2 separate regions of the Oryctolagus cuniculus genome follow, and region 1 is linked to region 2. The links are chromatin contacts, called in public Hi-C maps. All regions are on one chromosome and are shown on one strand. Each heading gives the region's core, a stretch centred on a gene start, on an enhancer-like site or on the middle of the called end of the contact. The rest is flanking DNA. Distances are from core to core; before and after follow the strand shown.

Evidence for each region. A called contact is a pair of places that touch in the nucleus more often than the background predicts.
Region 1: a contact with region 2 is called in a Hi-C map of an unstated tissue, with 2.5 times the contacts expected there. The contact joins the promoter of MYO1E here to the enhancer-like site in region 2. A contact is called at or near these places in 2 of 6 Hi-C or Micro-C datasets (embryonic fibroblasts and an unstated tissue).

The regions. Positions count from the first base shown.
Region 1 is chr12:82,224,820-82,229,917 of mOryCun1.1, forward strand. It overlaps MYO1E (myosin IE), which reads right to left and starts at 1,757. Exons shown (of 28, transcript XM_008268949.4): 1 at 1,014-1,757. The coding sequence starts at 1,016.
Region 2 is chr12:82,097,249-82,101,859 of mOryCun1.1, forward strand. It overlaps MYO1E (myosin IE), which reads right to left. Exons shown (of 28, transcript XM_008268949.4): 6 at 1,360-1,449. Among named protein-coding and RNA genes, the nearest start is that of MYO1E, 130 kb to the right of the region's middle. Within about 2 kb of position 3,318, at least 1 of the 8 cell types and tissues checked has an H3K27ac peak or open chromatin away from gene starts, as enhancers often do.

The DNA.
Region 1 (5,098 bases), core at 507-3,006, 130 kb after region 2:
TCAGGAACGAAGCAAGTGCGGGACCGCCTGGAAGCGGCACTTTTATTTCTGGTGGATTGCCCATCTCCCCCAGAGACCTTGCTTTTTGTGCCTCGGACAGAAAAGTGCACCACACCAACACCCAACGCACCAACACCCGGGGGAGGTGGCGAGAGTTACCCGGCGGCAAGGGAGGGCAAAGCTTAGAAAAAGTCACCGGCGAGGCGGCGAAAGCAGCAGCCAATGCCACAGACGCCCGAACGCCAAGGAGGACAGAATAATCCCGTTCCGGACTCGAGAGGGCTCCTCCCGGTGCGAGCCGCTCACCACACCCCCGGACGTTCCCGGCCACCTCGCACTTGGGACGGGGTGGGGTCCCCCCACTACCCGACGTGCTTACTCGGCCGCCCGCGCCCCCCACGGATCCCAAGGCCCGCGTGGCTCCTGGCTGCGCCCGGGTCACTTTCTCTCTCAGCAGCCTGGCCACCGCCAGGTGATCGCGCTACCTGGCGCCCCCGCCCGCCTTTGTGCGGCCGCGCCGCTCCCTCGCCCGGGCCGGCCGGGGCCGCCCCCGCCGCCGGGCCGGTGCCAGGCGGGACAGCTGCGGGCGCAGCCGGGCCGCCCCCGCCGGGGAGGCAGCCCGCGACGGTGCCCGCCGCCGGGAGGGGGACGCGAACTTGGCGGCGGCCGGCCAGGACCCCACCTTCCCGGCAGGCAGGAGGGGATCCGTGCCTCTGCAACCAGATGTGCCCACGCTCGGGCTGCCGACGGCTGGCAGCCATAGCAAAGCCGGCCACAGAAAAGTTGCGCGACGCAGAAAGCGACTTGAAGGAAAAGTTTTCCTTGGCCCCTCGCTTTCACTCCCGGGTTTCGGAAAGCAGCAGCAGACAGACAGAGTCCGCGACGTGCCGGCTCCCGCGTCCACCTTCTCCGCCCGGGGCCCGGGCAGCGCGCCCAAGGTGGGTGCCGCGCTCCGGGGCTTTCTGCCCCGTGCCAGAGCCGGGCGCCCCGGGGACGCAGCGCGGTCAACTCACCATGGTGACTCGCGTCGCGGTCGCGCCTCCGCCGGTTCGGGTGCCCGGGAGCTTGAGGCTGGAACGCAGGCTCCTGGGCGAACTTCAAAAGTTGGTTCCCGTCGCCAAAACCAGGCTCCCGACACCCAAGCACTCACAGGAGCCAATGGGAACCTAGCGGGGACTGCATCCAGGCGGGATCGGCGGCGCTAGGTGAGGGCGAGACGGGGGCGCCCTAGCAGGCGGGGCGCATACTGCGGAGAGGGCTGGGGTCCCCTGGGACCCGGCGGCTGCCGCTCGCCTGACGGAGTCGGTTGCGCTCGGCGCGGCTGCCCAGCTCCCCGGCCTCGCTCCTCTTTCTTCCAGCACTTAATCCGTACTCCTCAGGCTGAGGCTCGGCTCGGGCCGGGCGATCTGTCCATAAATGGAGAATTCAGCCCAGACCCGGCCAATCAGGCTTTGTTTTGGCCGCGTCACTCCTCAGGGAACCGGCGGTAGCCAACGAGCGTGCGGCTGCTGCGGTTTCCAAGGCCCTCTGGATCCTGTAGTCCGCCGGCCGCGCCAGCCTCCCAGGAACGCTGCGGACCCGGCTCGCTCCTGGTGGCAAGACCGGGACTGTTGGAAAGGAAACCCTCTGTGAAAAAGAAGCAAACCCCTCCTATTCCTTTTTAAGTTTCTTTCTTGTTTAAAAAAAATTGTCTTTTTTTGAAAGTTACAGTTAGCGTCCGAGCTGAAGTGGCGTGATTGTCCTGGACTTTTTTTTTTTCAAGAAGGAAATATTTTATCAACATAGAGGATCAGACTCATGGCAGCAGCCCAAAGGAAATCCTTTTTCTTTCCTACGTCTGGGTTGTGAGGAAAGTCAAAAATAATCACCCCCGCCCTCACCCCGCCTTGTACCTGAAATTCCTCGGAACACAAAGGAAGGCGTTTTGGGGGGAGAAGTTGCCCACGCACCTAGCAGAGGGACCAGGAGGAGATAGGTGGGAAGAAACCGTACCCAACCTCCAGGAATGCGTATCTGCTCAAAGCAATCAGGGCTGCCCGAGTGCGTTATTCCGGAGTGTCAGGTTACAGGAAACCAGGTGGGCCAGGAGAAGGTGGGGGTGGGGACAGAGCAGAACCCCTGAAATAATGGTAGGGAGGGAGAGTTCACTACCTGGGGGGCTGAGGAGGGAGACCCGGTGGATCACCACCAGGCTGCCCTGAAATCTGTGGAAGATAAGATTTGAAAACTCCAGGGCATAGAAAAACGAGGGAGCAAATGATGACTTAACGATGGTTTATTTAATCCCTTGTAGTCCTCGGCCTGACGACAGGATGGCAGACTTGGCAGGGTGTTAAACATCATCATGCCTAGAAAGTTGGGAGGGCAGGGCAGGGCAGCCCGTGCAGCAAAATGTCACTCAGCCTTCAGCAGGGTGAAGCGCAGCAACGGACAAACCCTGCTAACATTGGAGGGAAAGGAGCCAGGCGCAAAGCACCGCCTGCCGTGTAATTACGTTCGTGTGCAGTGGAGAATAGGGCAGTATGTGTAGACAAAAAGTAGATTAGTGGTTTTCCAGGAACTTGCAGGAGGGAAGATGGGAGTAATTGGCAGTGGGTGTGGGGTCGGGGCTGCGGTATAGAAGGCTAAGCCTCGGCCTGCAGGGCCAGCATCCCATAGGGGCACCCGGTGGAGTCCAGGCTGCTCCACTTCCCATCAATCTCCTTGCTAATGCACCCAGGAAGGCAGTGGAAGATGGCCCAAGTGCTTGGCCCTTGCATCCACATGTGGGAGACCCAAAAGAAGCTCCTGGCTCCGCTCCTGCCTCTGTGGCAGGAAACCCAGATAGAATTCTGGGCTTCTGGCTTTGGTCTAACTCAGGGATTTCAGAAGTAAAACAGAAGATGGGAGATCTTTCTCTCTGTTTCTCTGCTTTCATTCTGCCTTTCAAGTAAATATAAATAAATAATTTTAAAAATTTAACACTATCAGTGTTTTAGAATCTATTTTACATTATCAAAAGAGAAATGTTGGTTGCCAAAAGAGAAATTTGAGTTTACTAGTAGTAAGTGGCTTACTGGTAGTACACAAGAAATTTTACTTGTGTTGAAAATGACACAATGCCTAACACATCTGCCAGACAAGGTCAACCATGATTAACAGTTGGATTGACAAAGGCTTCAAGATATACAGGCAAAGACATTGTTGCTTTGCTCAAATTTAATCCAAAGATGTAATGAAACACTGAAAATCTGTTTAATAACCCAATGATTAACTTCTTTTTTTAAAGATTTTATTTATTTATTTGAGAGGCAGAGTTATGGATAGAGAGAGGGAGAGACAGAAAGGTCTTCCATCCACTGGTTCACTCCTCAAATGGCCGTAATGGTCAGAGCTGGGCCGATCGGAAGCCAGGAGCGAGTAGCTCCTTCCAGGATTCCCATGCGGGTACAGGGACCCAAGCAGTTGGGCCACCTTCTGCTTTCCCAGGCCATAGCAGAGAGCTGAATAGGAAGTGGAGCAGCCAGGACAGGAATCAGCACCCATAAGTGATGCAGCACCACAGACAGAGGCTTAGCATACTCTGCACAGCACTAGCCCTAATCAATCACCCTTGCATTTGCCAAAAACTACCTTGACACTATTTATCAATTGTATCATCATTTGAGTTTTTTTAAAACTATTTTTTAAAATGGTTTATTTGGCCAGCACCGTGGCTCAATAGGCTAATCCTCTGCCTGCAGCGCCAGCACACCGGGTTCTAGTCCGGTTGGGGCGCCGGATTCTGTCCCAGTTGCCCCTCTTCCTGTCCAGCTCTCTGCTGTGGCCAGGGAGTGCAGTGGAGGATGGCCCAAGTGCTTGGGCCCTGCACCCCATGGGAGACCAGGAGAAGCACCTGGCTCCCGGCTTCGGATCAGCACGGTGCGCCAGCCGTAGCGGCCATTTGGGGGGTGAACCAATGGAAAAGGAAGACCTTTCTCTCTGTCTCTCTCTCTCACTGTCCACTCTGCCTGTCAAAAAAAAAATGGTTTATTTGCCCCCAATAATCTCTTTTCAACTTCAAGTGCTACTCCCCAACTCTGGTTAGGCAGGAATTTTTTTTTTTTAACGAAGATTTATATGTATTTATTTGAAAGGCAAAGTTGCATAGAGAGTAGAAGACAGAGAGAGACAGAGATCTTCTGTCTGCTTGTTCACTCCCAGATGGCTGCAATGGTCAGAGTTGAGGCAGGCCGAGAAGCCAAGAGCCTGGAACTCATCTGGGTCTCCCACATGGGTGACAGGGGCCCAAGCACTTGGGCCATTTCCCCTGCTTCCACAGGTGCATTAGCAGGGAGCTGGATCAGAAGTGGAGCAGCTGGGACTTGAACTGATGCTCATATGGGAAGCAGGCATCAACCTGCTGTGCTGGCCCCAAGCAGGCAGGGCTTGTGTGTGTCTAAGCAGAGCTTACATTAAGAGATTTAGTGGCATATAAACCTGAATTAGAAGTTTGGCCTTTCTTTCTTTCTTTCTTTCTTTCTTTCTTTCTTTCATTCTCTCTCTCTCTCTCTCTCTCTTCCTTCCTTCCTTCCTTCCTTCCTTTCTCTCTCTCTCTCTCCCTCTCTTTCTCTTTCTTCTTTTTTTTTTTAAGGCAGAGAGACAGACAGCAAGCTGCCATCTGCTGTTTCACTCTCCAGATCCCTGTAGCAGCCAAGGCTGGGCCTGTCTGCAGTCAAAGCAGAGAACACAATCCAAGTCTGTCTCCTGGGTGGTGAGATCCAACCACTGGAGCCATCACCAGCTGCCTCCTAGGGCACACATTAGCAGGAAGCTGGCATTGAAAGTAGGACTGGGACTCCAGCCCAGCTACTCTGATATGGGATGTGGGTATCCCCAGTGGTGTCCTAACCGGTGTGCCAAATGCCCACCGCAATCTGGCTCTGCTCTTAACCGACTGTGGGGTCTTCATTTCTCTGAGCTTTAGCTTCCTTATCTCTAAAATAGATACATGTGCACATAAAGTGAAATGTGTATAAAGGTGGCCAACACATGTGGAATTCTTTGTTCCTTCACCCATACCACGTGGTCTGGGCCAAGGGTTCAGACCAGGAGCCCCTGGGAAGTCAGGTGGGTCATG
Region 2 (4,611 bases), core at 2,068-4,567:
TCCAGGCCCATTAGCAGGAACCTGGATTGGAGTAGAGCAGCTTGGGACTTGAATCAACTCGAACTGATGCCTAGAAGGCAGGTGTTTAAGTGGTGGCTTAACCTGCTGTTCTACAACAGTTGCTCCCTAAGATAAATTAAAATTAAAAAGCAGCAGGAGGGGGAAAGGGGCATGCTGTGGTGCCCTGGGTTAAGCCACCATCTGCAGCGCCAGCATCCCTTAGGGGCACTGGTTTGAGTCCTGGGTACACCACTTCCTATCCAGCTCCCTGCTAATGTGTCTGGGAAAGCAGTGGAAGATGCCCCAAGTACAAGGGCCCCTGCACCTCCCATGTGGGAGACCTGGATGAAGATCCTGACTTCAGCTTGGCCCAGCCCTGGCTGTTGTGGCCACTTGGGGAGTGAACCAGTGGATGAAAGATATTTCCCTCTCTCTGTATGACTCTGTCTTTCAAATAAAAATAAAAATCTTAAAAAGGAAACTTCTTTCCAAGGTCATGGATGAAAAAGAAATTGTTATTCTCTGAAATTCCACTTATTTATTTTAAAATGGCCCAGTGCCAGCCTCACAGATCGCTTCTTACATGCTTTAGTATCAGACGTAATCTGTGGGTGAAATAAGATACCAAGTCTATATAAATTAGGCTACTGGGTAAGCACTTAATTTCTTTTTAAATGTGGCTTTTTTTTTGGTCATGGATAAATTATACCTGCCAGCATTCCAATTCACCCCCCTCCCCCACCCAGGAGACACCCAGATGGAAAAGTCAGAGTGGTCACTCACGACAGTGCGTGTGGTTGATATTTTCATTGCCAAGGAACCCACGTAGCCAGGTTCAGTCACTTCTGGGTATCCTGGTATTATGTAAGTATACACAAAACAAATGCACAGGGCTAGAGGGGTGGGCAGGAGGTCAGCTCACGCTAATGGACAGGGAGCAGGAAGGTTCTGTCCAAGGGGCCCAGGCAGTGCAAGTGTCCGCTTTCTTCAGTGTCCACAGACTAAGCTCTAACAAGTCCAGTCCGTGCAAGTGGCCAGTCATCCCTGGGATCCCATCTACTATGCTCATAGCTTTAGGGGAAAAATCTTTTACACCTTTAATGACTGTCACTTTTCTTAGTAACACAGCTCCAGTGGAGAAAGGTTTGTAAAACAATTTTGTCTGCATTCCTAAGGCTCAGAAATAACTCCGGTGAAAGGGCAAATCGAAGCCACAGCAACTTGACATAGAGAATGAAGACAAGACTAAAAGGAAGGCCTCCTGATACGTGGCAAGCTTGCATTTGCTTTGGGGTGTGACCTCGAGGGAGAGTATCACCCTGTTGGATGGGGCAACGCGCTTGGAAGCGGGGAACTCACAAATCGGCTGGAGTTGTTGTTGCGCACGGTCTTGGCGTTCCCGAAGGCCTCCAGCAGCGGGTTGGACTGCAGGATGATGTCCTTCACGTGCTGTCGAGACAAACAGAGCCGAGGTTAGGCCGCTGCAAACAGCAGCACGTAACACGCACCCAGATGTTCCCTAAGGTCTTGGCTTCTGAACACAGTGAGGTGGGAGACCCCAAATCCACATGTACTCTGGGGGTTCCTTGAGGATTTATTCTTTCACTGAGACAGACTCATGCCTGTTTGTATCAGGTCTTGCCACCCATTTGGCCTGCTGCAAGATCCCCAGGAGCCAGAGAGCCACGAGTAAATCAGGATCTATTAGCATTCCTGGATTGGCTTTCAACCATTACTTCTGGGTGCACTAGAAGTCTCATCAGGAAGCAAAGTGAAAAACAAAAGTGCACATCCTTGCTGTTCTGACCGAAGCTTTTACTGTCACTACCCTTTCCCAACTGCCCCACCTGCCTGTGTCAGCCCTCCTCTCACCTGCTCCACAACAAGAGTTATCAAGGGAAATTAATCAGTTTCTCTTCCCCAAACAGGGTTATGAAATATAATTTTGTGCTTCTCAAACTTTTAATGTGTATAAACTATCTGGGAGTGGGGCTGGCACTGTGGCATAGTAGGCTACGCCTCTGCCTATGTAGCTGGCATCCCATATGGGTGCCAGTTCAAGTCCCAGCTGCTCCACTTCTGATCCAGATCCCTGCTAATGGCGTGGGAAAGCAGTGGAGGATGGCCCACGTGCTTGGGCCCTTGCACCTGCATGGGAGACCTGGAAGAAGATCCTGGCTTCGGATCGGCTCATTTAGGAAGTAAACCAGTGGATGGAAGACCTTTCTCTCTCCCTCTCTGTTACTCCACTTCTCAAATAAATAAAATCTTAGTTTTTTATAAAAAAAAAATCTGGGGAACTAGTTACAATGTAGATGCAAAATCAGTAGCTCTAACATGAGGCCCAAGAAGTTGCATCTCCAACCAGCTCCAGCAAGGGTCAACAACGCATTGTGAGGAACACTCCTGGCCTACTGCTAGAGGGGGAGAATTTGATTTTTTACACACACCAGTTCTCTGCCAGGCTGAAAAGTGTGCAAAATACACCAGGACAGAAGACAGCTCAGCAGATAGGATTTGGTGCCGGAGAGGTCTTTCAACAAGTGAGTCATTCCTTGTACTTCTAATTATTCACATGCTATGGTTCAACATGTTCCAGAAATAACAAGTCTTCTGGCTTGCGCTCTTTAGCTACTGACTAATTCCAAGCCAAGAGCTCAGCATCACTGGACTCATAGGAAAACAGGAAGAGAAAAGTCAACATTAACCGTCCACAGTCTGGCCACTAGGTCATAGGCGATAGCAAACAGGACCAAATTAAGGCACTAACTACTAATTGACCATAGAGGAGTGAAGTATTCCTTTGGCACTCCCCCGAACATTCAGAAGGGGAACTGCTGTAAGAAGTGAGAACTGGCATTCCATCCCAACTGGGAAACGGTCATTAGTAATGGCCCCGAGGGAAATTTCGGGGTGATCCCTCCAGGGAATCAGTTTCAAAGCCTAGAAACCTATTGCCAAGCTGCCCGTTGTCCTTGAAAAACTCAAGGATTTAAATAAACTTTACTTTTCTTTGTAAAATTAATTCTGAGTTTGTGGATCTTCATGAATCCTTTCTATTTCTTGTCTGCTGCTGGCCTGATGTGCCTGTACCACTTAGGACAATCAGCTTCTCATAGAGAAAAAAGGAGAGGCCTGGGGCTGGTTCTGTGGCATAGTGGGTAAAGCCACCGTCTGTAGTGCCAGCTTCCCATAAAGGCACTGGTCCATGTTCAGGCTTTTCAACTTCTAATCTAGCTCTCTGTTATGGCCTGGGAAAGCAGTGGAAGAAAGCCCAAGTCCTTGGGCTCTTTCACCCGAGTGGTGTCCATATTGGACAGGGAGTGCATCCCTAGAACCCAGGTTGGTGTGGTTCAGTCCACTTGCTTTTTTCCATCTCTGTGATTGTACCCTCTCCTTAGATGGCTGACATGGAGACAGGAGTCCAGGATGCTGTTTTCTAAGTGGGCTGCCCTTTCACCATTATTTCTTTCTCTTCCCTGAGATGCTCACCGTGTGTCCCAATGTTCTGTTGGACATCACTGATAGTTGATAGATGGATACAGGCATAAAACTGTTTAAAACTCTATGATTAGAGAAGGGAAGAGATACAAGGAGAGCCTCTCCCCCCATTTTTTAAGATTTATTTATTTATTTGAAAGGCAGAGTTACAGAGAGGCAGAGAGAACGAGAGGTCTTCTATCCGCTGGTTCACTCCCCAGATGGGCACAACAGCCAGAGCTGGACCATCATCTGTGCTTTCCAGGTGCATTGACAGGGAGCTAGATTGAAAGTGGAGGTAGGACTAAAACCGGCACATCCAAGGCATGGTTTAATCCACTGCACCACAAGGCCCATTCCCCAAAATATATATTTTAAGAATTATTATTTGTTTTTCCTTTTTTAAACTGTGGCTACTAGAAAATTTATATGCATGGCCTTCATCATCTTTCTACTGGACAGAGTTATTGTACTCTACATAAGGAATTCTGGACTCTGCCTTGGTGACTCAGCCATGATGATAGAACCCTATTTGATTAGCAGGGATGGCCACAGTGAAGAGAATTTTAATGTGCATTTTGAAAATCTACAACTGACTATGGCAATCATACTGCTTATTAGATGAACTCTACCATGGAAAATGAATTCCAATGTTGAAAAAAGTCACTAGCAGCATGTACAGGATGCATGCTGTGAGCTTGGATGGCGCTCTGTGGACCTTATTCCACCATCACCATGACCCATCGCACTGTAGGGAGGAGTTTGCCTATTTCCATCAATGTTCCTTCTGCTACTGCAATGAGGGAAACCAAGAACGGATCAAGTTGTGACTACCCGGTTCATCACACTGTCCTCCTAAATCTTCCTTCTCTGCCCATCTTACACATTCACTCCCCTTTCTTCTCACTGCTCATGTCTTCTTTGTTGAGTCTTCTCCCTCTCCTAGGGTTTCCCCTTTAATATCTACTCTTTCCATTTTTCTCTCTTTTCCTTGAAAATTTTATGTTTCTTAAATTAGCAATTATCAACACAGTTCAAAACATGCAAGTTTCTATAGGATGTATAGGAAACATACCCTTTCCCCAGACTCCCAGCTCCCCTCATTGAAGACAATTATTGTACCAGTTTTTC